5 separate regions of the Mus musculus genome follow, and all the other regions are linked to region 3. Evidence: chromatin contacts called from public HiChIP or PLAC-seq and promoter capture Hi-C data. All regions are on one chromosome and are shown on one strand. Each heading gives the region's core, a stretch centred on a gene start, on an enhancer-like site or on the middle of the called end of the contact. The rest is flanking DNA. Distances are from core to core; before and after follow the strand shown. Region 1 holds the start of Sycp1 (synaptonemal complex protein 1). Region 2 has its middle 19 kb from the start of Gm40109. Region 3 holds the start of Nhlh2 (nescient helix loop helix 2). Region 4 holds the start of Sike1 (suppressor of IKBKE 1). Region 5 has its middle 17 kb from the start of Gm40112.

What was found. Promoter capture Hi-C pulls out the DNA fragments that hold promoters and counts their contacts. HiChIP or PLAC-seq counts read pairs in DNA pulled down with a chosen protein or histone mark.
Region 1: a promoter capture Hi-C map of embryonic stem cells shows a contact between it and region 3, with 2.9 times the contacts expected there. The contact joins the promoter of Sycp1 here to the promoter of Nhlh2 in region 3. A contact is called at or near these places in 6 of 39 promoter capture datasets (the 3T3-L1 cell line, embryonic stem cells, frontonasal cranial neural crest and 2 more) and 1 of 9 other capture datasets (liver).
Region 2: a contact with region 3 is called in an H3K27ac HiChIP or PLAC-seq map of embryonic stem cells, with 4 times the contacts expected there. The contact joins the enhancer-like site here to the promoter of Nhlh2 in region 3. A contact is called at or near these places in 4 of 39 promoter capture datasets (embryonic stem cells, hippocampal neurons, liver and 1 more), 6 of 115 datasets of contacts at active chromatin or transcription factors (bone marrow-derived dendritic cells, differentiating embryonic stem cells, embryonic forebrain and 2 more) and 2 of 9 other capture datasets (liver and macrophages).
Region 4: an H3K27ac HiChIP or PLAC-seq map of embryonic stem cells shows a contact between it and region 3, with 7 times the contacts expected there. The contact joins the promoter of Sike1 here to the promoter of Nhlh2 in region 3. A contact is called at or near these places in 3 of 39 promoter capture datasets (embryonic stem cells and hippocampal neurons), 2 of 115 datasets of contacts at active chromatin or transcription factors (both in embryonic stem cells) and 1 of 9 other capture datasets (embryonic stem cells).
Region 5: a promoter capture Hi-C map of hippocampal neurons shows a contact between it and region 3, with 2.9 times the contacts expected there. The contact joins the enhancer-like site here to the promoter of Nhlh2 in region 3. A contact is called at or near these places in 1 of 39 promoter capture datasets (hippocampal neurons), 4 of 115 datasets of contacts at active chromatin or transcription factors (embryonic hindbrain, embryonic stem cells, extraembryonic endoderm stem cells and 1 more) and 2 of 9 other capture datasets (adipose tissue and liver).

Annotation. Positions count from the first base shown.
Region 1 is chr3:102,933,308-102,938,482 of GRCm38.p6, reverse strand. It overlaps Sycp1 (synaptonemal complex protein 1), which reads left to right and starts at 2,383. Exons shown (of 33, transcript NM_011516.2): 1 at 2,383-2,497; 2 at 2,818-2,939; 3 at 3,602-3,674; 4 at 3,833-3,876; 5 at 4,222-4,278. The coding sequence starts at 2,832.
Region 2 is chr3:101,486,096-101,491,178 of GRCm38.p6, reverse strand. No RefSeq gene overlaps it. Among named protein-coding and RNA genes, the nearest start is that of Gm40109, 19 kb to the left of the region's middle. Within about 2 kb of position 3,833, at least 7 of the 459 cell types and tissues checked have an H3K27ac peak or open chromatin away from gene starts, as enhancers often do. A contact at or near this core is called in embryonic stem cells, where this site is marked.
Region 3 is chr3:102,006,772-102,011,517 of GRCm38.p6, reverse strand. It overlaps Nhlh2 (nescient helix loop helix 2), which reads right to left and starts at 1,373. Exons shown (of 3, transcript NM_178777.3): 1 at 1,193-1,373; 2 at 459-783.
Region 4 is chr3:102,992,370-102,997,159 of GRCm38.p6, reverse strand. Sike1 (suppressor of IKBKE 1) reads right to left here and starts at 1,420. Exons shown (of 5, transcript NM_025679.3): 1 at 1,193-1,420; 2 at 899-1,004. The coding sequence starts at 1,351.
Region 5 is chr3:102,675,213-102,680,120 of GRCm38.p6, reverse strand. No RefSeq gene overlaps it. Among named protein-coding and RNA genes, the nearest start is that of Gm40112, 17 kb to the left of the region's middle. Within about 2 kb of position 2,775, at least 72 of the 459 cell types and tissues checked have an H3K27ac peak or open chromatin away from gene starts, as enhancers often do. A contact at or near this core is called in adipose tissue, hippocampal neurons and liver, where this site is marked.

The DNA of each region.
Region 1 (5,175 bases), core at 1,134-3,633, 930 kb before region 3:
TTTTTGTATGCATCAAACTTTTCTCTTGAGAGTACCCAGTGCAGCTTGATTTCAATAGCTGAATTTTTAAAGGAAGATCTGAAATAAATGCTAATGAGAGCTCTGTCTCTTTGATGAAACTATCAGGGTTGGTGAACTTGTCAGAATTAATGTGAAACTGAGGAGGTGAAGCTGAAATGCTTTGGAAAGCAGTGTTTTTAAATAGCTTCATTTTTCTTCCTCTTTAGAATAGATGCAGATTTAATGGTCTCTATGTGGATGCACAGTGATATCTCCTCACCTGCTTTCTGAATGCAGTCCTGTGGGTTTAAACAGTCTGCTTACATTTATAGCATGCAGATAATAGCATAGAATATAAAAAGGAACACTTAACCTTACGAACATCATTTATGAAATGTATTGCTATTACGATGTCTCTGTTTGGGAAGAGGAAGGGGAGAAGGGAAAAATAGAGCAAAACAGATAAAGAAAAAGAAAAGAAATAGAGCCAAAAAAAAAATTAAAAATAGCCATCAAGGTACCTCAGGGAACTTGTGAGTGTGGATCCAATGTAAGCAGCCACTGCCACATTCTCCTGCCTCCAGGCCACATCCTGAGATGTTCCCATATCCTGAGAAACTGAGGTGTAAATAAAATAATGATAATGATAATAGTAGTAATAAGCTAGTTTGTTTGGTAAAAGTCATTTCAAGATAGCAGTATTGGGCTGTGGTAGTTACTGCTAACTGCTTTTAAGCAGTATTTACAGTAACTGAGAAGAAAGATATGAAAAAGTGTACAGTTTTGTGGATGGAAAGGAACTTGATCGAGCTTAAACTGGCAGATAAAAGGGTGTACTTGTTAAAAATATTACTGCAGCTTAGTAGAAGCCTTTCAAAGCAAGAGGGTCCTTACGATCAATGCCTGATACTCTGAGGACTCTAGCTTTCAAAAAACCCAAATTCATTTGTAAGGAGAGAGTGAATTGAGAATGCACCCGAACAAAAGGGTTCTCTGCAGGGCCCCTGCCTGAAAAACAACCTCCTAAACATGAGTTTCTCTAGCTTTGGCCTTTAAGGCAGATAGAGGATGCAGTAGTTGGAGTCCAACGAACCAGTTTATGTCTTCAGCTGGCGACAGAACTTGGAGGTCAGCACTGATTTTGCAGGCAGGCTAGATGTGAGAATGAGGGGTCATGAAAACTGCAGTGACCACTGAGGGCAGGCAATACGTGTTAGGGTCTGATTCCCTGCAAGCCGGCCCTGGAGGCCATTGTATGAAGCTGTGAAGGTCAAGCCTAGGTTATAATGGAGAATCCAGCATGGTTGGAGATGCCAGGACTGTGAAGCCTCTGCAGAGGAAAGATGCAGGCATGAAATGGAGTTAGCTCAGTTGGGGAGAGCTGGGTCATGGCATGTCTCAAGACTATAATGATGATATATCTAGTTAGCCAAGCCTGATTCTTTGATTTCCCTCCCTTTTACTTAAGTTGAAACACACTAATTCAACCTGGTAAATGTACTTTCCCACTGACACCTCATCTCCACTACCCCTGTGGATCGATCATTCAGGTCCTTATATCTTGTCCTAGGTATTAAAACAGGCTCACTCCAGAAACCGGAACCATTCTTTATACCATGATTTTTCTTCCAAACATAATCATGCTAACCCTGATGCTCAAAATTTCATGATCCTCATTTGTAACGTCAAAAACACGCCCCTGCCCCCAACCAGTTTTAGCCTTCACCTCTTCTTTTTATGTCCAGCCTTGGCACTCTGTTTCCCCACCCAGTCTCCCCCATCCGGCCCTCCCCCCCCATCCTACTTCTTGGTCTCATTAAGACTCACAGACAGCTCCCGTTTTGCTTGCTTAGTCGGGGGTATTGTGTAGCCACAGCAAATGAAGTTACAAACACATACAGGAAGTTCTATAGACTCCCAAAGCCATCTTTAGCACCCAGCAACCACAGGACTCCTCAGAAATGACTTCTTTTTATGGGGCTTATGGCTGTAGCACAGGACTCATGTTTGGTTCTCAGCATCCACCAGGCAACTAACAACCATCTGTAACTCCAATTCCAAGGGCTCCTACTCCTTATGGATGCCCAGGACGCTGCACGTGGTGCACGGGTTGATGCATACATCCACATGAAACACTCTATAACACGCACCAGAACATAATAAATACAGCCTTAGAAAAGGAAAGCACTGAGACGCCTTTAAATGGCTATACACCAACGAGGGGGTTGGGGGGGGGCTTTCCCAGCATCCTCCGACAATTTTGAGCGCAGACTTGGTAGAGAACCCGGCACGTGGGAAGGGAAATCTCGCGAGAAGTGCTGCGCGCGAGATCCCGGCCAGCTGGACCAACCGTTAAATTGAGCCGGTCGCGGCCAGCCTCCCAGTCCCGCGAGTTCTCGGGCTTCCAGGAGGTTCTGAGGGGAAGCTCACGGTTCCGTTCCATGTCGTCTTCATAAAGGAGCGCACGCGGGGCCACGGGCCGCGGAGCCTGACAACGGTGAGGGTGTGGAGGGTGTCGGGGCCTGGGGCCCACGTACACACCTCTGTCACGCGTGTCCAGGTGCTTGGCTTCGCGGGCTTCGCGGGCCAGGGAGGCCCCGGGCCCTGGGCCTCAGGCAGTCGCGGGCGGCCTTCGAGGTTCGGGCTGGGCCCGTGGTCGCGTGGCCGGCTGGAGTGGAGAGATGGTGCGGCCGTGCAGGCTTTCACCGTGCAGGCCACACGCGCCGCAGGGTGACACGGACGCTGGGCCCCTCTGAGGGACCTGGCTCACTGTACTTCGGCCTCACCCAGCCGTGTGACCTCTTCCCTTCCCCCGAGGCCCAGGAGGCAGCATGGAGAAGCAAAAGCCCTTCACACTGTTCGTCCCGCCGAGGCTGAGCAGCAGTCAAGTGTCCGCCGTGAAACCGCAGACGGCGGGAGGAGACTCCAACTACTTCAAGGTCAGCTTGCGTGGGCGCTTCGGAGACAGTGCCCGGGCCCGGGACGGGGCGAAAGGCACGTGCAGCCGCCGAGCCCGGAGACCTGAGGTCCACCCCTAGAAAGTTCCATCCCTAGAACGCACGCGGTCAAGGCGAGAAGGGTGGCTTCCACACCACGGGCACGTGTGCGAGCCCACAGAGACTCACGAGAGAGATGCTAATAAGAAAAGCATGCCTTACACTTTGTATGTTACATTAATCGCTGATATACCCTAAAATTTGGGGTGGATTTTTTTTTTTTTTTTTTTTGCCCGTAATTACAGGCCTTATTGTATGTTGCCAACATTCAAACTTTTTAGACTCCTTTAAACGTGATTCTTGTAAAATTCACTGCTGGGCTGGAGAAATGGCTCCGCCCCCAATAGCACATACAATTCCCAGTATTTCTACTTTTGCAGGGCCGGGTCTTTGATATGTTGTTAATGCTACAGGTAATTTCTGCTATAGCTAAGACATGTCATTGATATTTGATTTAGTGAAGATCTCAATTTGGTTGAGTGAGATTGAAGGAAACCATATACTATTGAAATTATTAATATTCTAGAATATACAAAGTTTCTGTTATGTAATAACAGTAAAGAGGTATTGAGCAGAATATTTAAAGAACCTCTTTGTATTTCTAGACTGCCAACAAATGTACAGAAGGTGATTTTGGTGTTCCATTTACAATGTCCAGTCGGGAAAACATTGATAAAGGTAGGTTTGGACAAATATGTAAATTTTCATAGAAACATTTTGTTATATACATTGCCAGTTATACAACACAAGTATTACATTAATACTCTTGACATTCAGTTAGGTAAAATAATATAAAGTGATGTTCTCATATTTAATGACATTTTCTTATTTCACAGATCCTGCTTTTCAAAAACTTAGTATTTTGCCCATGCTCGAACAGGTTAGTAAGAGTGTAATAAGAATTAAATTATTAGAGATTGTAATTAGAGATTGAATTATTTGAAGAAAAAATTGGTAGTTGTAGGATTAGTAGTTTTATGTAATTTAATTCTTATTACATTTGTGTATATGTGTGCTTATGTATATTTGTATGTATGTGAGTGTCACACATACCATGATATATGTGTGGAGGTCATACTACAACTTGTAAATCTGGGCTCAAATCAGGTTCTCATTGTGGCCATCATTGTTACTCATGGAGCCATTTTGCTAATCATAGTCTGGTGTATTTAACTGTCATTAGCTTGAAATATATAATCTTACAGTTTTTTTTTTTTTTTTTTAGGTTGCTAATTCTGGCAGTTGTCACTATCAGGAAGGAGTAAATGACTCTGATTTTGAGGTCAGATATTTCCTTCTTATTTCTGGAATTTCATTTATTATTTGAATATACATTTTTAAGTTCTCAAAGTATTCATATTCAGTTAATGTTTTAAAATATTTTCTTTGAAGACTTTTCTTTTAGTGGCTCTGGGGACTAAATCAGAGCCTCATGCACTTTAAGTGGCAACTGTTCTACAACAAAGTTGTATCTGTATTCCAGATATTTTTTTCCTCTTAAAGTATTTGAAATGCTAAACAGTTGTATTTTCCTAGGTAAAAGAAAACAAATCTTTTGGGGAAATTAAATTTTAAATAAAAAAAATTAAAACTAGAAGAGTAGAGAGATATGTGGAAAGGTCAGCATTTTACAAAAATAATCTTTTGACAGGTAAAATTGTCATTTGGTTGTGGTTTTTTTATTAGATATTTTCTTTATTTACATTTCAAATGTTATCCCCTTTCCTAGTTTCCCCTCCAAAAATCCCCTATCCCCTTCCCCCTCCTCCTGCTCCCCAACCTACCCACTCCCCCTTCCTGGCCCTGGCATTTCCCTATACTGGGGCATCAGAGCCTTCACAGGACCAAGGGTGTCTCCTCCCATTGATGACTGATTAGGCCATCCTCTGCTACATATGCAGCCATTTGGCTGCTTTATTGTACAAGAAATTTATTTGTAGATTATGGCATATTTTTTGAATTATAAGAGTCGTTCTTACAGCACATCTTATAAATCAAGGGAAATTTCGGGGCCTGATAAGTGCTATATGCCTATTGCAAGGGTTAATAGTGTCACAGAATAAAAAAATTTGGAACCAGTCTGTATTTTGATAACAGGTTAAATGCAAGCAAATATCAGTTTATTTTTAAAATATGATTTGGAGTATAGCTTCATATTAGAGTTATGTTATTTGTTTAG
Region 2 (5,083 bases), core at 2,584-5,083, 520 kb after region 3:
GGGAGGAGGGAGGAGGGAAAAACAGAAGGGGAAGGAGAACGGGAAGGGGAAAGAGAACATAAAGAGAAACCTCTAAGAACACATTTTGGTGAGTTTCCCATTTTACAGATAATAAAACTGAGTCCAAAGGCTGAGTTGGCCAGAGTCACAAAGAATTCAACAGAATAACTGGTTGCATATTCTGCACAATTTTCTATTTCTTTTTTTTTCTTTAGGATTTAGATTCCCATCTCTTTACCAAGATCACAACACAGAGCCCAGATCTTCACTGTGAGCAAGTCTCTTTTAGGGGGCTTGCGGCATCTCTCTTCTCATATAATATCACTCCCTGAGCCTGTGTGCCATTTCTGATTTAGCTTTTGTAGAGGAGGTGAAATAGAGGGGGTGAAAACATGGAGGGTGCACGACTTCAGCCTGGGAGCGTCTTAAGGTGTGCTGGCTCCCTTCATCTTTCTCGTCGTCTTGCCTACGCCCCATGCGACAATAATCTTTTTGGCATCTCTCCACTAGTAAGTCTTTGTGAAGCTGTCAGCTCATTTTTTTTTCCAGAAACAATGCCTCTTTTCCTTTTGTAATCATACCTCACCAGTTACCTGAAGTGGGTGAAAATAGAAGTGGCACAAAAGAGGCTCAGCAGCACAGCTTGGCTCGCCAGCACAGCTCGCCTCAGTGTACCCAGCCACAGAAAGATGTCCCAGCTGCCTGTGGTAGTGATGTGGGCTGACTTCTGGCCTGAGCATCCAGTACACCCACAGCAGGCAGCAATGAGTATGCCTCATAGAGAGGGGGTACAAGGTCGTGTGACCTGGTGAGCCATCACTAGAAGCAGAACTTCACCTGGAAGCCCTGTGTGCTGGGAATTGAGTAATTTCTAATCCTCCCATACTGTCACGATGTCATTGCCTCTGTAGTTGAAATGCACGACCTCATAGTGTTGCTGGACCTTGACTATCCTCCAAAGGCCTGTGGGGTTGAAAGTATTGGGGCAGACAGTCTATGGTGCTATTAAAAATAATGAAAGCCTTAGGAGATCGTGCCTAGGGGAAAGTCAGGTCATTGGAGGTGTGCCCTTGAAGTAGATATCAGGACAGCCCTATATAGGCAAGAGCGTCTTCCTCATAAATGGTGGAATTACACATGTGTGTCTCCATGCCTGGTTTATGTGGTGCTGCAGATCAAGCCAAAGGCTTTGCATGCGAGGCAAGCATTCGATGCACCCACATCCCCAGTCCCCCTGTCTGCCTTTTAAGTTCATCTCTCTTAGGTACTTTGTCATAGTAGTGGATAGCTGGCAACCACAGTGAGTGTGGGGCCCAGAAATGGCAGTCTTCTTCCTACAACACACTGCTTAGCGCTTTGCTGAAGGGACACCTTTGGGGCAGGTGGCCTAGCATGGAGAGTGGATAGGGCAGACAAAAATACTTACCATCCTGTCTTGGGACAGGCAATATACAGTGTGGAGACAAGACACAGATCCCAGGTTAATGCTGGGTGGCTTTGAATACTCTTTCATGTGTCATCACACTGGTCTCCTTGTCTACAGGATGGAATGACTCTACATGACCCGCCAAGTTGTTCTGAGACTCAAGTGAGACAATGTTCTTAAAGGGATATGCCGCCGCCACGGCAGCATCTGGGATTTTTCATTCCTGGATACATCTGTAGCAATGACAGGGAACCTGGGACTCCACCCTGCCACAAGGTGCCATACTCCTGGAGAAGAACCCATGGTGTGGGCAGGGACAAGGCTCTGCATGTTGCTTCCTGTTCTAGGTCTACACCCTAAGATCTAAATAAATCTGACACCCCCTAGCTTCTACAACTATTTCCGAACCAAGGTCACATTTCTCTCAGCTGGTAGAAGACTGAAGCCCAGGCCTTTCTGCAAAGTGGATAAAGCTCTCACGTTATGAAGGAGCTTCGTGTTCCTTGCCCTGCCCATGTCTCCTGCCTCTCTCTCTTGTCCCCAGGATATATTTGAAGAACACACATCTTTAAATATTAGGGACCAAGAAGGAAATGAGCCCACGGCCACAGAGCAGAGCAGGCCTTGTTGGGAACTGCAGGGAGATGCCCACTGTATTAGACACTTCTCTCACCCACTGTATTAGACACTTCTCTCACTGCTGCGATCAAATGCCTGACCAAGACAACTTAAGGGAGGAAGAGTTTAGTTTCACTCACAGTTCAGAGGGATACAGTCCATCTTGGTGGCTGAGATGGCAGCAGGAGCGAGAGGCCAGCTGGTTACGCTACACCCACAATCAAGAAGCAGAGAGGGAGGAATTCTTTTTTTTTTTTGGTTTTTTGAGACAGGGTTTCTTTTTATAGCCCTGGCTGTCCTAGAACTCACTCTGTAGACCAGGCTGGCCTCGAACTCAGAAATCCACCTGCCTCTGCCTCCTGAGTGCTGAGATTAAAGGTGTACGCCACCATGCCTGGCTTGGAATTCTTGTGCCCAGTTAGATTTCTACTTTATTGTTCAGCCAGGATGCCACCCCATGGAATAGTACTGCCCATGTTTAGGTTGTTTCTTCCCTCCTCAGTGAACCTACTACAGGAAATCCCTCATAGGCACGCTCAGAGGCTTGTCTCTTGAGTGAGTTCAGAACCCGTCCAGTTGATAACAATTGCTATTAACCACCACACTCGTCTAAACACAAGTAATAAGACATGTTTAGCCCTGGGGAAGTGGGGGTCAAATCCAACGCGGAAGGCAGAGAGCCTCCTCTGTGCCCTGTGAACATGCCAGGACTGCGCCCTCTGCAGGGCTCTGCTGGGAATGTCCATCCATCTCTTAAACTTTCCAGTTCCCTGCAGTCATCAGGAAGCCCTTCTCTGCTTCCCTAGCCCTCCCCACTGGCTTCTATGTTGTTCTCTGTGGGCTTCGCACTGCTCTTTCCTGGAATGTTAGCTGTCCTCCCCAAAGGCAGCCCCACAAGTTGGACTGTTGTTGTTGGACTTTGGGCTGTTAGATCCCAAGTGTCTGTAAGAGTACCTGACACAGGGTGGGCCCCCTGTGTGTACTGGGCAAAGGGATAGGTGAGTTCATAGATGGACAAATGAATTGGATTCCTTCATTCCCTCCCTGCAGTACTGGTGCTAACCTGAGCTGCTCAGCAGGTGGGCCTGGGATGAAGGAAACATCTAAACCCCTGTGGATGTTTCTCTCATAGATAAGGTCTCATGTTGCCCAGACTTGCCTCAAACTCATTTTGTAGGTGAGGGTGACCTTGAATATTTGATCCTCTTGCCTCTACCTCTGGAGTGCTGGGAGAACGGACGTGTGTCACCATGGCCAGTTTCTAAGGTGTTAGGGATGGAACCAAAGCTTTCATGTGTTGTGGGTAGTTACTATCTGAGCTACATCCCCAGACTGAAGTGAGTAATGGTTTAATGCAAGCATTTTCCCAGTAGTGGGGTTGAATTTACAGCTTCACATATGCTAGGCAGGCACTTTTCCACTAAGCCAGATAGATCCACAGCCCTCTGCCTAATGTTTGGCTTTGAGACAAGGTCGCACTAACGTTTCCTGGCTGGCCTTGAACTCACTCTGTAGCCCCGGCAGCTTTTGAATTTCTGATCCTCTTGACTCAGCTTCCTGGGCCGTTGACATTACATGGCCACCCAGCCTGTTGTCTCAAGAATTTTCTCCCTAGGCAGGAACAAGGCAACTCCTTCTTTCTATGATTCTCGTGACAAACCCAAGTTGGATTCCACCAAAGCTGGCCCTGGGGAAACCAAGGGTCAATGGGTTTGGAGATCCTGGGCGGCCTGTGAATGATCTTAAAGCAGCCACACCAGAAGGTCCACACCCAGCATGAATGAGGGCTCCCTGTGGCTGCAGGTGGAGCCCCTTCCTTCAGCCTGGCCCCTCCCCAACCTATTTACTCTAGCCTCTCCTTGAGACCCCAAGGGCATGTGAAATTAGAGCAAAATTAAATAAAAACAGCTGGGAAAGGTGGCTGGAAGCTCAAGTAAGAGTCCACAGACACTTCCTAGTCACACTTTCTACGAGGGACCCTCACCGGTCAGCGAGCTGAGCTGTAATGGTCTTTAGCAAACAGACACAGCTGAACTCACCAAGATGGTTGCTGTTTGGTTTGGAGGGTAGGGCTGTACAATACTTGGTCATAATGAACCACTTTTTAAAAGGTCAAAGCAACAGCAATGAAAGATGAAGAACAAAATAAAATTCATTCAGAAAACTTGCAGTGGAGGAAAAGTTAATTAAAGACCATTAAACATCGGCACTTGGTCAAGAGAAGTCCCCAAAGATGGCAATGTTCTTAATTGATTAAGTTAATTAAAACAAGATAAGCAAAGAAGTAGATATTGAAGTTTTTATTAATGACTTTTCTTCCATGGATGCCAAGAAAGTAGTATTTAAATGTATTCTGGTTTTGATTTTTTTAATAAATAAAATATTTAAACTTAAAATAATAAAGAGTTTTAATATACTTACATTTCAATATTTTAAAGCTATGTAACTCTTCTAGAACAATTAACTATTAATAAGAGGCATAGAGACATGCTCATGAGGGCACACATACTTTTCTTCAGCTCCAGGCACCGGGTGCAGTCTGTGCTGGCCAGATGCCAGATCTCAGGAGACATTGGCTCATGAAGTGGTTTAATGAGCTGTTCCTCCCAGAAAGACACCTGTGAAGTGCACCATAATGCTACAGACGTGACACACAACCTGGGGAGAGTTGAGGGGACCCCAGAGGCTAGTGACAGAGACCTTGGGGATTGAGGTGCCTTTCAGCAGTCTCTGCATCCAGCCATGTAGGCCAGCTCCGATGAGCTCTGCCTTCCTCTGGCTTACTTGGTTAAGTGCTCTTGACTGCTCTTTCAGAAGACCAAGGTTTAGTTCCCAGCACACAGGTTGGCTCAAAGCTGCCTCTAACTACAGTTCCAAGGGATCCAACGCCCTCTTCTGGCCTCTGCAGGCACTGCATGCATATGGTGTACTTAATATACATGCAAGCTAAACACTCATACACATAAAAAAATAACCTCTTTTTAAAAATATATTTAGAAATTTGTCCTCCAAAACATTTTACTCCTTGGGTAAAACTTT
Region 3 (4,746 bases), core at 124-2,623:
CCTCGCTTCAGAGAAACAAAAGCCAGGGAGGGGATGTAGGTTCGGCTCCTGGCCTCGAATTTGCCCAGGAGAGACCTGAGCTCAGAAACAGCTTTCCGTGCAAGGAAAACGGATCCTCAGAATAACAATAAATGAACCAAACGAACTGCATGCTGCTCCCCCCGCCCCCCAGGCTTTTCTCTACGTTTATAAGTGAAACAACTCACACCTACGCAGTTGGCGTGAAGAGGTAGAAATACACAGGGAGAAAAATCATAGCAAACCACGACATAGTTACAGATCGGACAAAAAGTTCCCGGGCTGTCCCCCCACGCGTTTAAATCCTCCAGATATTTAAATAGTCATAAATGGTATTTCTCGTGGGCATTTAAGTCTATGACCATGTGTGAGGAATACATCTATAAAATACAATATGACTCAACTTAATCTAAAGAAAAAGAGACGTGAAGATGTCTTACCTTGCAAGAGCCCTGTCGATAATCTTTTCGTCAATCTTTTAGAGTTAAAATTCCAGGAAACAAGGAGGAGAGATCCTGGCAAATATTAAAAGCAGCCAATATTTATTACATTCGCAGATGAAAAAGCAGCTGTCATCTCGCCGACCACCACAACGAGCGGCGGTGTCTTAGCGGGTGTATGGTTGTTCACTTAGTTGATGGATTGAAAACGCCCGTTTGTTTGTTTGTTGGTTTGTTTTTAACTGTTCTTAAACATTTCAGGAAAATTCGTTGTTGATCTTTATAAGTCGAAGTGTTGAAACCTCACGCCTCCCCACTCAAAGGGCTGTATAAATAACAAAAGAGATGCTGAGATAAAAACAATCACATCAAAGGGACGATTCCTCCACTTTCTAATAGCAGAATAATCAATAAGAAAGATGGTTAAGATAAAATTCCATTCCTTGAGGACTCCTTCCCTTCCCTTAATCGGGCTGGGGCGAAACTGGGAAGTGCGGTCAGGGATGGAAGGGGCTCAGAAGTGATTTTTCTCTTCTTCTTCAAGATAATGCTTTGTTCAGCCGGTGTCTCCCCAGTTCCCAGGAACAACAATACAGTAACTAGGGCTTAAGGTTGCCTCTGTCTTGTCCCTCATCTACTTCTGTGTTGTATAAGCAGACGCCAATTTTGCAGTTTCAAAGTCTTTCAAGGTTTGGTTACACCCCCTACCCTACCCCACTCCCTCCCCTCTTTACCTTGTGGTGAAATGTATATAGTCAGTAGCTTGGAGATGCTGGAGAGAGATTGGAGAGAAGTGGACGTCTTCTGGAGTAACAGTGACAGGGAAGCAGAGAAAGGGGAGCTTGGGAGAGCCAGAGAGGAGAGGCAGCTGCCTGTGTGGCTTCTTGGCTCTTCTGGTACCAATTGATTTAGCCTGGAGATGGTGGAAGAGATAAAGGCTTAAGAAGGGGGATGGAATTTTTTCCCCCTAAATTGATATTTAATGGGAAATCCTATTGGACAGAAACCTGGACACGAGTCACTTAATTGGACTTGACATCTGTCACAGTGTGGGAGTTTTCACAGCCCAAATATTTTAGCAGATCAGATTCCCACTGAATCTGTGCCATAAAATATAGCAGTTGAAAGCAGCCCATGATAGAAGCCATAGCATCTACAGCGTCTGGCCACACAGGCGGTTCCTTGTTTTCAGATTATTGATGCAATATTTAAGTGCAAGTAGACACTATATGAACATGGAAAATTCCTCTGGCATTTTGTGAGCCAGCATTTTTTTAAATCAATAGTTAGAAAAATAGTTGTGCTGGGCACATGAAAGCATATTCTGTCTATGACACTGTAATTAAGGTGAACGATCCAGACAGGCAATGCTAACATTTATGTAAAGTGAAGTGTCTTTTAGAGGATGCTTTAATCATGATTATTTAAGCATATGGATGTTTTGGAGAAAGGTTCTACTATGAGACCAGCTTATTAATAGATGATATTTTAAAGGACGTTTGACACATTAGTTTAAATCATTGGTGGAATTAGGAGCAGAATCCAAGTAGTTAGAGACCACTAGATAATTCTACTTTTTGAGTTATGTTTGGTTTTCTTTTTCTTTACCCATTTACTCATGTTCATTATTCGCTGTAAAATATGACACACAGTATGTGCAAAGACAGTACTTTATTCTTGCCCATCCTAACACGTGAGTGAATATATTTAGCTGGGTGGCAATGTAATTGTGCTAAAATGTAAATATTAAGTATTCTAGCATGCAATGCCTTTGCCTAAGATGACCTCCAGTCCCAAATTTATGTGTTTTACAAAATTAAGGGAAATTTACTGTTAGTCACTATCAATTATATATTATTTGCTATTATTTACACATTGCCAGTGATACCACTAATTCTGTCTTCTTTCTGTCTATCTTCCTTCCTTTCTTCCTTCCTGTCTTTCTTTCTTTTTGGTATTTTTGACAAGGTCTCACTATGCAGCCCTGGCTGGCCTGACCCTCACCATGGAGACCAGGCTGACCTCAAACTCATAGAGATATGCTTGTTTCTGCTTCTCATGTGTTGGGATTAAAGGCATGTACCATCACACCCAAATACTATTTTTTTTTAGATTGATTAAGCTTAGAGGAAATGAGAGAATAATAGCCAACCTCCTGTCTCCCTGTTCCTAGGTGAGTTTTTGTGGAGAGGAGAACCTTCACTTTCTCTTCATAATCACCTTTGTCCTATAAAGAGGTATTGTCCTCAGGGGAGGGCTGTAGAGCTACCCACCTAGAGAGTGGCCCTCTGGGTTCCTCATGGCTGTGATGTATATTGTTTGCCTTTGTTCACATCAGCTCCAGGAGGGTAATGGGCCAGAATAGGCAGGGTAGAGGGAAAGAAGGGAATATGGTACCAGTGCTGCTCAGCCTCACCTCTGCTCAACCCAGGTATCCCCAAGCATAGAGATGGGCAAGCAGAGAAGCCCCTTCCCTGCAGGGCTGGTGGGAGCCAGGAGTGACGATGTGGGAGAGAGGAAGGTTTCCCAGCCTGGCTAGCAGCAGCCAACACTAAGCACTAACACACAACAGAGATGTACACACAGATGCGCACCCTCAGATACTCATGTCTCCTCACCATCTAGAGCTCACACAAGCTGTCTGGCTCAATTAGATGCTTGGGCAGATGGACTGAAAACTGTGGTGGCTTTTGTTACCTGAGCTCTAGAAAGCACAGCTGCTAGGATAGGAGTGGCCCGTGTCCCTGGTCACCCTCGTGTTGGGAGTTGGATGGGAAAGAGGATGCTCAAACCATGGCTGGCCTGATTCTGCTATGGTGCATGTGAGTCCAGACCAATTCGCTTTTATAGCCAGGCCATCGACAACCTGCATATTCATAAATTAATACACGACTAAAGCTGTGTAGAAACATTCCAGATACGCACACAATTATGCTTAGACACGCCATTATAGACACAACATGGGTTTCCACACAGGTACATTCTCTCTGGTGGGAAAGCTCCCATCCCCCTCCCTATTTGCCATTTCTAAGACATCCCAGGCACAGATGGCTCCTCTTCTCCTATCCCCCTTAGAGACTATATATTGTACACTATGGTTCTTGGTTTCCATATCTGTCTCTCCCACGAGGCTGGAGTATTTTCAGGAAAGGTCTGTAGCTTACATCTTCAACCCCTCCATGTCTGACCTTGACACACTACATGCACCAAGTTTACAGAGGATAACTTCCTGTGCACAGAGGTTCCCAGGAACCTGGTAATGAACCACTTCCACTCACAGATGCCCAGCCTTCCATTTTGATGGCTTCTATTCTTGAAGGTGTGTGTAGTGACCACCTCTCTCCCGTCATCAGCTTGCTGTGACACTCAACGGTTGTACAAATCTCTGACAAAACACTAATCACCACACAGATTAGGATATCTTAAAGTGTAAGAATATTGTTAAATAACATTAAAGCAAGAAGGGGGTGGCAGGTAGTGACTTTAAAAGCCAGGTTCTCTGTCATCACCGGCTAGCTGTATAGCTTCTGTTGGCTAGGAGTCACCGAGTCTTTTTGGACCCCAGCTTTCTAATCTGAAAAGTGAGAATAAAGAACACAGGCTATGCAGTATGCTATGCATGCTGCTATGTTACTTTCTTTTTTTCCCAAAAAGGATCAAGATAAGGTGCTGGAGACAGGACTCAGTGGTCAGGAGTAAGTATATTCTCTTGCAAATGACTGGAGTTTCCTTCCCAGCATCCATGTTGGGCAGCTTATAATGACCATAACTCCAGTCGAGGTGAGACACCTCTAACCTCTATAGGGGCACCTGCATTCACATGCACACACACACACACACACACACACACACACACACACACACGCATGCACACACACAATTAAAAACAAAACAAGCCATAAAAAATAATACATGTGAACAACTTAAATCATTGAATGCTCTTAATAGGGTTATTAAATATAAGCACATTCAGTACTATATTGCATAGAAATACTAACATATCCAAGTACACTCATCAGATTGTGTGTGTGTGTGTGTGTGTGTGTGTGTGTCCACAGCTCAATGGCTGACCCATAGTAAATACTACCTCAGCATTAAACCATAAACATAAGATTATGCATATATTAGCTCATCCCTTCTTAACCAGAAAGTTAAGAAATGCACTCTGCTGCCCCTGTTTTATATATAGAGAAACTAAGACAGGGAGAAAAGATGGTGAGTTCTTCCAAGACACATAGCTAGTGACTCACAGGGCCAACAAGATTAGGATCAGGGTGGGGGATGGAAA
Region 4 (4,790 bases), core at 171-2,670, 990 kb before region 3:
CTCCACGGGACACTGGGAATCCAAAGTTGGAAATCAGTATTCAAGCCCACAGACGTGAACAGTGTACCTGAAAACCAACTCTCTAGGCAGTAGAGTCTTGTGCAAATAAAATGGGACGTGTAATCACGAGGCACGGATTTGAATTCAGTTTTCTAATTGACTTCTCAGAAGCAAAAATGAGCTCATTAAAATTAAAAAAAAAAAACTACATTTTGTTGATTTGTGTGAACCACGGCACATGTCGGGTCAGAGAAGAACCCCCAGGAGTCAGTTCTCTCCTTAAACCACGTAGGCCCTTGGAATGGCCTCAGATCCTCCAGCTTGGCAGTTCAGGCCTTCTGGCTGGTTCCAACTGGTGTCTGTGAACCTGTTTCTTAGCTGCATTGTGTAAATACTTGGTCAGGGGCATAGAGTGGAATGGCAGATGTAAAAGGGCTCCATCAGACAACTACCATCCTGCTGTCATCAACAACCCTAAGACTATGTATTTGGGGGACGAAGTTCTAGCCTTCCATCTTGCACAGGAACATTAAAGAAACGTCGATCTTAACTTTAGTGTTCACTCTAATATCGAAATGTTACATTTGGAGACTATGAACTTTAGTTATAGAAGCCTCCATTTGGTATGTGGTCACTCCCCAGCCATCTAACAATTCAACTCTGCTAAACTACTGAATACATCTTTCAAGGTCATCAACCAGGAAGACTTTTAAAAGAGCAATCTAACAGATTTTACTGTTACCAGTTGACCCTTGAAGCACTGATCTAAATATATGTATGCGATGTGCACGCTTGTGAACTGTTCAGGCACTTGTGTAAGAATGTCCAAAGTAGTATTACCAGAAAAAAAAAATCCTAGACACACACACACACACACACACACACACGCCTGACTAACCTCTGTTTTCCTGCTGTAAGTCTCTAATCTGGGTATTCTCTTGAGACAGCAGAATGTGAGGTTTATATTTAGACATGTCCTTCACGTCGGATGCATCCTCTTGATACTGGACAGAAAGACAGACTAAGGCACTGTAAACATGGGCAGGTGCTGCGGAGGAGGCAGCAGTCCCACCCACGACACAGGAAGCTCACACATCCGCCCTGCCCTCCAGACCAAGATAAATCAGGCCGCGCGACCCCACCCACCCGCCCGCAGCGTCCACCCCTGGGCGCGGCTCGGCCCCCGGCCGACCTGCTCGGGTAACACGGCGCCCGCCTCCCGCATCGCCGCCACCCGCCGGTGCAGCGCAGCCGACTGGTCCACCAGCGACTCGGCCGCCGCATCGTGCTCGCGCAGCCGCTCCAGCAGCGTCTTGGCGTCCGTCAAGATCTTCTCGATCGTGCAGCTCATAGTGGCCGAGGAGGCGCGCCGGGCCCGCTAGCCTAGGCGCTTCGCTCAGACCTTACCCGGCCCTGGCTCAGCGCGAATCGCGTCACTTCCGGGTGCACTTTAAAGGCGTGGTGGCATCTCGGTCGGCGCCTGCGCAGAGGTGGACTCTTGGTTACCCTCAGGCTTCGCCACAGCCTTAGCCTTTCTAGGGTGGAGCAGCAGAGGTCGGATTGGTGCCACATCCTGGTTTTTCACGAAGTTATTTCTGTTCCGGTCTTAGTTCAACTTTTCTTCTGGTTTTGATTGATGTAGTTTGTTATTTAGTAATGGGATTGTAACAAACTGATGAAACAGATACTCACCCCCAATAAGTGGTAAAATACACCGGAACCTCTCCTTTCCTCCCTCCCTCCTTCCATTTCTTCTCTTCTTTCTCCTCACCTCCCCCTTTTCCTTTTTTCCTTCCCTCCCTTCTTCCTTTAAACGGTGAGCAGTGTCTGGGAATGACATCTGAGGTTGTCCTTTGACTTCCACAACTGCACTTGTGTATGCAATCAGTTAGATGCACACGCGTGTGCACATACACAAAGGAAAATCTTTCCTTAGTGCAATGTTGGAAGCCTTTTGATTTGGGAGCTATTCTGCTATTCTACAGCACTATGGCTGACTGTGTTTAACGAGTACGGTGGCTGACAGGGAATTCTTTCCTAAAATATTTTTGTCCAAAAGAGTCTAGGACAGTAGAATAGTAGTAATGCTGTGTTTTAAAGAATCATTTTCCCTGTCCTACAGTCTCTTTTATCTTGAGTTCAGATGTAAAGTTTAGAAACACGTGATGTTTGGTGTACTTTTGTGATTTGGGGAAATGCCTATTGTAAAAATTTTACACTTACAAAACTGTGTTAAGAGGTTGCCTCTGGGAAGATGAAATAATTTTCATTCGGAAGGAAAACAACTTTGGGAAAACAGAATAATAGCCTCGAATAAGTTTACAACAAAGACCAGGATATATTTGCAAACGTTTTGTGAGGAGCGTTTCCCAGGACTCTTAGAAATACTTGAGGAGTACACAACCCCCTTGAAGTCACACAGGATGAGGGCTCAGATTATGTGAGCTGGACATTAAGGGGTAAAGATCCCCTCAGTTCTGGAGAAATTGGGGGACACTTGAAGGTTGTACTGGTAGCCCAAATAAACTTACCTAAGGCATGTGGGCATAGGTTAGGACATTAGGAAGGGCTGAAGTGGGGACAAGTTTTCGGTTGCCAGCAGTATAAGTCTCAGGTGAGAAGGGAGGGGCCTCTCCTGATGCTCCCAGCCACCGTGCATGAGAATACCCAACTGTGAACAGGCTAGTTTATTTGTTTCTAACATTTCACTTAGTTTCCCCCCCTTGTCTCCCTGGTATTCTTTAACTCTTAATTCCTTACATTTATATATTGGATTGTAGCTGTTGGGCCCTTGGTCTTGTCTCAAGGACTTGGTGCATGTGCAAGTGTGCAGAGAAACACAGAGAGATAGAGAGAGAGAGAGAGAGAGAGAGAGAGAGAGAGAGAGAGAGAGAGAAGAGAGAAGAGAGATGAAAGAGTGAAAGAGAAGAGAGGAGAAAAGAGAGAGACTAGTACTTTGGGTCTCAAAATGAAGCTATGGTGTTTTGGGATGCTGAAAATGCTTTAAGGTTAGATTGTGCAGATTGTAGAACTCTGGGACTGTAAGCAAAACTACTGAAGAACACACTGTGTAGTGTGGCAGTGGCTGTTAGGGTGATACCTAGGGATACAATGACACACAACTGAAATGCCAGTTCCCTCATGCAGTGCCACACACCCAAGAACTACAGCTCTCTAGTGCATAGAACTCTACATCATTTTTTACTGGTCTTTATTGTCTTGGGATGACCATAAATAGGAGTATAGAAGGGGCAGGGCTTGTGGAAATATGTGGGGACAAAAGGCAGTGATACACTAGACTTTTAATTCTACAGTATAAACCACAGCTGGGAGGTTGTGCACACCTTTGATCTCAACACTCAGGAAGCAGAGGCAATCAGATCTCTTATTTGAGGCCAGCCTGGTCTTTAGAGTGAGTTCTAGGACAACGAAAGCTACACAGAGAAACCCCGCCTCAAAAAAACCAAACCATACCAAAACCCCACTCTAAACAGCAATTTCTATGAACAGAATAAATTTAGCTTTTAATAAATTGGAAAATTGAGTTGGATAAGTTTATTTGCTTACTTTTTTCTTTATAAAACTGTTTGCGGGTCAGCAAGAGGGCTCAGTGGGTAAAGGTGATTGCTAGGATTTACCCATAAATTGTCCTCTGTCCCCAAACCCTTATTAATAAAAAATGCTAAAAAGTAAGATGAGTGCCATTGGTTAGCAGATAGAGGCTCTTGCATACAGGCTGACTGCCTGAGTTTGACTCCTGGATCCCACATGTTGTTAGGGAAGAATTATGCGCAGGAGTTGTCCTCTGACCTCCACACAGGCACCTAGCACTCTATTTCTCTCCTCTCTCTCCCCCTCCCTCTCCCTCCCTTCTCCTTCTTCCTCCCATACCCCTCCCTCTTTCCCTCTTACTTTCTCTAAATAAATAAAAAGCCTTTAAAACAGTGAGTAGTCTCTGTGTATGTGGAACGCATTGGCAGGGTTATGACGTCAGCTATGCTATTTCCATGGGGCCCATCAGGGACTGTGTGGGTGAATTCCTCTCTGGATGGTTGCCATTGTTTCCGCAAGGCTTCAGGATTGTCAGTATTCTTAGTAAAGTTTAAGGAATGTCAAGTGACTCCCACACAATGTCAGCATTTTGGGTATCATCAGACATTTTTTTTTTTCCTTTAAAAAGTAAAAGAGGGATTTTTCTGGTTGATTTGACTTAATGTATCATCTTTATTAAGTAGAATAAAAACAGGGCTGTCGAGAAGACTTGGAGGGTAAAGGCTCTTGCTGCTGAGCCTGACAACCTAAATTCAATCCTGAGACCAATGTGATTGGAGAGAACTTGGATCTGCAAGCTGTCCTCTAACCTCAACATGCACTTTGTGGCATGTCCCCACCCCCTGCCCCACATGGGAAAAATTAATACAATTAAATTGAGCATATCCACCCAACGCACCTAAGTACCTTTACATTTTTATTTTTTATTTTTACATGTTATGTGTTTGAGTGTTTCAGTTGTATGCATGGAAGTGCACTTGTGCATGCAGTATGGCCAGAGCAAAGCCAGAAGAGGGCATCAGATCCCCCTTGCAACTGGAGTTACTGACAGCTGTGAGCTGCTTTATGGTGCTAAGAACTGAATCTGAGTCCTCTGCAACAGCAGCTAGCGGCTATAACTGTTGAGGCTCATTTGTTTGTTTGTTTGTTTTACAAGACAGGGTTTCTGTGTGTGTGTGTAGCTCTGAATGTTCTGGAACTCACTCTGTAGACCATGCTAGCCTCAAAGTCAGAAATCC
Region 5 (4,908 bases), core at 1,526-4,025, 670 kb before region 3:
TGTGTGATGGTGGGTAAGCACATGTGTGATGGTGAGCAAGCACATGTGTGATGGTGGGAACATGTGTGATGGTGAGTAGAATTCTCAACCCCTATGGCACATTGCACACTCAGTCTTCAAAGGATGTGCTAGACAGTTAAGGGACCATCTAGCTCTCTGTGTTCTAGATAGCTCAAGGTGTGAACATTTGCATACACATCTCTTCTCTGTAAGAACTAGGTTACAGATTTAGGGTCTTTTTGGCTCTGTGGGAGTTGCAACATAACATAGAAGTCACATTTCTATCCCTGTCTAGAAGTCTGGTACTCTGATACAGATGATAACATTATATCTATCCTGGAGGGAGATATTCATTTTGCTTCTTACCATTCCTTAAGCCTCCATCAATCCTATGGTCATGACGCCATGGTCTGAAACCTGTTATTTGGCTGACCACATGGAAGAGTCTTACTTTTATAGGGCAAAGTTGCCCATGGAGGCAGTTTCCTGTGGTTAGTCTAATACAAAAGCCTTTTCTGAGGCTACTTCTTCAGTCTTGCAGTTTTGTCTTTTGTTTGTTTGTTTTGTTTACTTTTCTCTCTCTCCCCACCACATCCCTTTGAGCACTTTTACTCTCCTGAGCAGTCCTGCTCTTCCTGTGTGCTGCATGAGATCAGGGCCCCAGAAGAAAGTAGATGGCAGACTTGAGCCAAGGTATTAAGGAGGGTTTCATGAGGGTACCATTTATAAAGATGAGTTCAAACTGAAGGGAAACTGACACGAGGCCTTGAAGTCTTTGTGGAGACAGCAATAGAAAATGGTCCCTGTGTACCCCAAGTCCTGAAGGAGACAGCAATAGAAAGTGGTCCCTGTGTACCCCAAGTCCTGAAGGAGACAGCAATAGAAAGTGGTCCCTGTGTACCCCAAGTCCTGAAGGAGACAGCAATAGAAAGTGGTCCCTGTGTACCCCAAGTCCTGAAGGAGACAGCAATAGAAAGTGGTCCCTGTGTACCCCAAGTCCTGAAGGAGACAGCAATAGAAAGTGGTCCCTGTGTACCCCAAGTCCTGAAGGAGACAGCAATAGAAAGTGGTCCCTGTGTACCCCAAGTCCTGAAGGAGACAGAGAAAGGAGGGATCACTACCAAGCTGAGGACCACAGTAGAACGGAGGAGAGTCCCACACACTGGAGATGTAGTAAAATGTAGCCTTTTCCAGTTCCAAGGTCAGCAGGGAGGAATCTTTTCCTTCTTCCTGTGCTTGTCTCTCTGCTGGTATTTCCCACAGGCCAGCCCCAGCCAGAGCCAACAGGCCTGGCCAGAGCAGGAGGGAGGAGACCCTGCTACAGAGATCAGAGTGGCTACAGTGTCAGGAACTGGCTGGAGGAGTTGGTGACCTTCCTATTAGTTTTTGTTTATTGTAAATTTCCACTTGGCCAGACTGGACATTTTATCTTTTGTGAGTGAGGCAAAAGCCTGGAGAACATTTAGAGAATTATTTACACCTATTATATTTTAAACTGGACAGTACCTCAGCAGCTCAGCAGTGATGCAATCGATACTCAATGTTCTTACCACAAGCTTAACCAAATGTTAATATTCTACCAGATTTAGTTCAAATATTTATTTAAGGAAATAAAGTGTTGCAAATTCAGCTATAACCATCTCCCCTAACCCTAACCTCCCACCTTGTAGCCATTTACCCCCTGAAGTGTCACCTTCTGTAACACTGTGATATATTCACAAACAACACACAGTAGGTATGTTTATTTTTAAGTGGTTAAAACCGAAATCCCATTTTTTTCAACTTAGCTTTCTTTAAACTTAACTATATATTTTTTTGAGATTTATTCGTGTTAATAAGTCACTTGTAGTTCATTCATTGTATTCTTTTTTTGTATGTAGAATATGTGTCATGCACATGTTATGTACATGACAGGGTGTTTGTACATACGTGTGGAGGTAAGGAGTTGACATTGGGTATTGACCTCCATCATTCTCCACCGTAGCTTCAAACCAGGTTTCTCACTGAACCTGGAGCTCGCTGATGCGGCTGGCTAATGAGCCTCAGCGATGTTTGTGTCTTTATTTTTTCCAGGGCTAGGTTATAGGTATAAGCCACCACTCCTGGCTTTTCTCACGGGTGCTGGAGATCTGAATTCAAGGGCCCACACTGATTTGAAGGCCTCATGGTCAGACAGCAAGCGCTTCTCCCCAGCCCCACCAACAGCTCCTCATAAGACCACACTACGCTTTAGTGCACGCCTGTGTTGGTGGATGTTTTGGTTGTTCCAGGTCTCTTCATTTTTCTCTCTTGACCCCCCCTTCCTTTCCTCTTCCATTCTAAATTCCATCATTATTGTTACAGATTCTATGTTAGGCATCCTCAGATCGGATTACATCGCTTCTGAGATTCACACCTGGAAGAGGAACGCCCATCTTCAACTCTACTAAGAATGCTACTTCATCCCCTAGACGGGTTGTACCAATTTACAAAGTCTGCATAAGCCAGGGATATCGAAAGCCTTTTTGTGTCTGCTCCAAAGGGAGTCGAACCTCAAAGGCACTGATTCAGGGGTCCAGGGAGGCTGTAGTGAAAGATCCCTGTTTACTGTTACTGAGACTTCAACGACAGAGAGCACCGATTTTTTGTTCAGGCAGAAATGTTCCAATTCACCTTTCCCCTGGTGGTATATCACTGTATTCATGCTGAATCCACCCAGGGCTGCTATGCAAAGAGGAGAGGAGACTTGCCTGTCCCAGCTCCCTGCAGGGCTGAGGCTGACAAGCCAGCTGGTGCTGTGTGCCAAGCAGCTTGGCAGTGAGCAATTCAGCTGGTTCCTGGGACAGGAGGCAGCAGTGACTGATCACAGAACTGAACATCTTCAGAGCTCTTTTACTCTATAAATATAGTCTTTGCAGAAAGCAGTGAAGATGGCGAAGCTTCCGGCCAACAGCAAACACAGCAAGAGAGGCTAGGGTGTGGCGTGTGAGCTTCGGAGTCAGGAGTTGATCAGGGGGGCTGGTCACCTGTGACGTCATTCTCCAGATTGCAACTCTGTGTGAACAAACACTTCAGTTTGTGTTACAGTTTGGGGGAGTGTTTGTTTTTTAAGAGACAGAGCACAAAATTATGAATTCTAAACTAGGGTCTTGGTAAACTGTCTCTGCTTTGGTGACTCTGAGGGAGGGACAAGAGGCTCAGGGTGTCTGGGAGGGCACTGTCAGTGTCTCCTCAATGGCTGGGCACTATGAATTCAGTGTTGTAGAAGAGTGAGAGTGGAGATAGAAGCTGGGTACTAGAGATGCCCAAAACCAATGAGAGGATGTGTGTTGGAGGGTGTTTGTGTACGTGCACAAAGGAGGGAAACAGGGTAGTGAGAAGCTTGGCAGCCAGTGGTGTAAAGATGAGAAGAACTAGGAACGGTGTTGGGGAGGTGGTTTTGGAGATGGTCCCATAGACTCCACTAGATGCTCAGCCCCTAGTTAGAACTAATTACTAGCTGCTGCTGGTCAGTGATGGATGGGGCAGAGGTGTACTGCGGGTTAGGAAGGACGGGTACGTGCATAACCCCGTGCTCTCTCCCCTGCTTTACACAGGGATGAGTTTAACTGACGAGTGACTGAAACAAACCATGTACCTCTTAAACATCAGTGTGTCTGCATAGAAGACGTCAGGCACTTAGAGAATAAAGTGTTAAAGGATCAAGGTCCTCCCTCACCCTCGGGAACTGGGGGTAGGGGGTTGTCAACAAACTGTCCCTATGAGTTGCAGTAAATAAGGGGGGGAGGAAAAGGGCCTTCTGGAAACCTACTTCAAAGGACAGAGCCATCTTCCAGATGGGCAGTTCCATGGGTCGAACTTGCCTTCCAATCAGAGAGGGGCCCTTGCTTTCAGAATCAAAGTCGGGGACATAGTCTAACACGGTAACAGAATACTTGAAACGCCAGCTTTCCAGGAGCACCGGATTCTGAGTCGGGAGGTCGCTGTGGGGAGGTTGAGTCTCTTCAGAAAACATTGAAGAGGAACAGAAGAAGCGGCTTTCTGGAGAAGCTCGGCTGAGCACATTGATAGACACATTTCTAGTTTCCTCTTGGAACCATTTGGGGTGGCCTGCTTATTCTCATTTTATAGAGGTTACATCCAACAGCTGGGCAGTTTTAACCATTTCTCAGTTACCCAGTTAGTCTATGGTGGGGCCTCTGTTCTTCAGTGGCCTAGATTCTTCTCCAGCTCTGAGGAAATGAGGGCAGTGGTGAGAGTCCTTTCGCAGGCTGTCGATGTGCTGAAGGGCTTTGCTTCTGGTCCATTCCATTGTCTATCACCTCCATCCAGGGAGGATATGCAAGGCAGCATCTGCCACGACAACCTGGAATGTTTCTTGTCCTTGTTGGAGCACTGTGGGTGAGAGGGTGCTGAGTGTGGCCACGCCCTTGTGAGAATTCACACCTGCGAGACCTGTCATGCATACATTTATGTTCAGTTCTTACTGTTGTTATACACACACAGAGAAAGGCTTATCATAAACAAATACCGTCAATTAGTTATATCCAAGAAGTACCTGTGTAACGTCCGTTCACTTGGATGAGGAAAGAGACCAGTTTCCAGAATCTTTTCTCATGACCACTCCTCCATCTCCAAAAGGTAAGCTTCCTTAAAGTCAAGCTTTAAAAAAAATTTTTTTTATTAAAGACAACAACAAACTTCTAATGCTGCAATTGATTTTCCTATCCTCATTTTGACCTTGAACTCAGCCATATGGTATTTCCCTTTACTATCAGTTTCCTTTTTCATGTTGTCAAGTATAGTTTACATATTTCCATGTTGGCATAATGTTCCATTGCACTTGGAGCCCACAACTTAGTGTAGATTTTCCAGTTCATGGGCATTTGGGTTCTCTGCAGTTTTGGCTGTAGAAAAAAGCCACTGTGA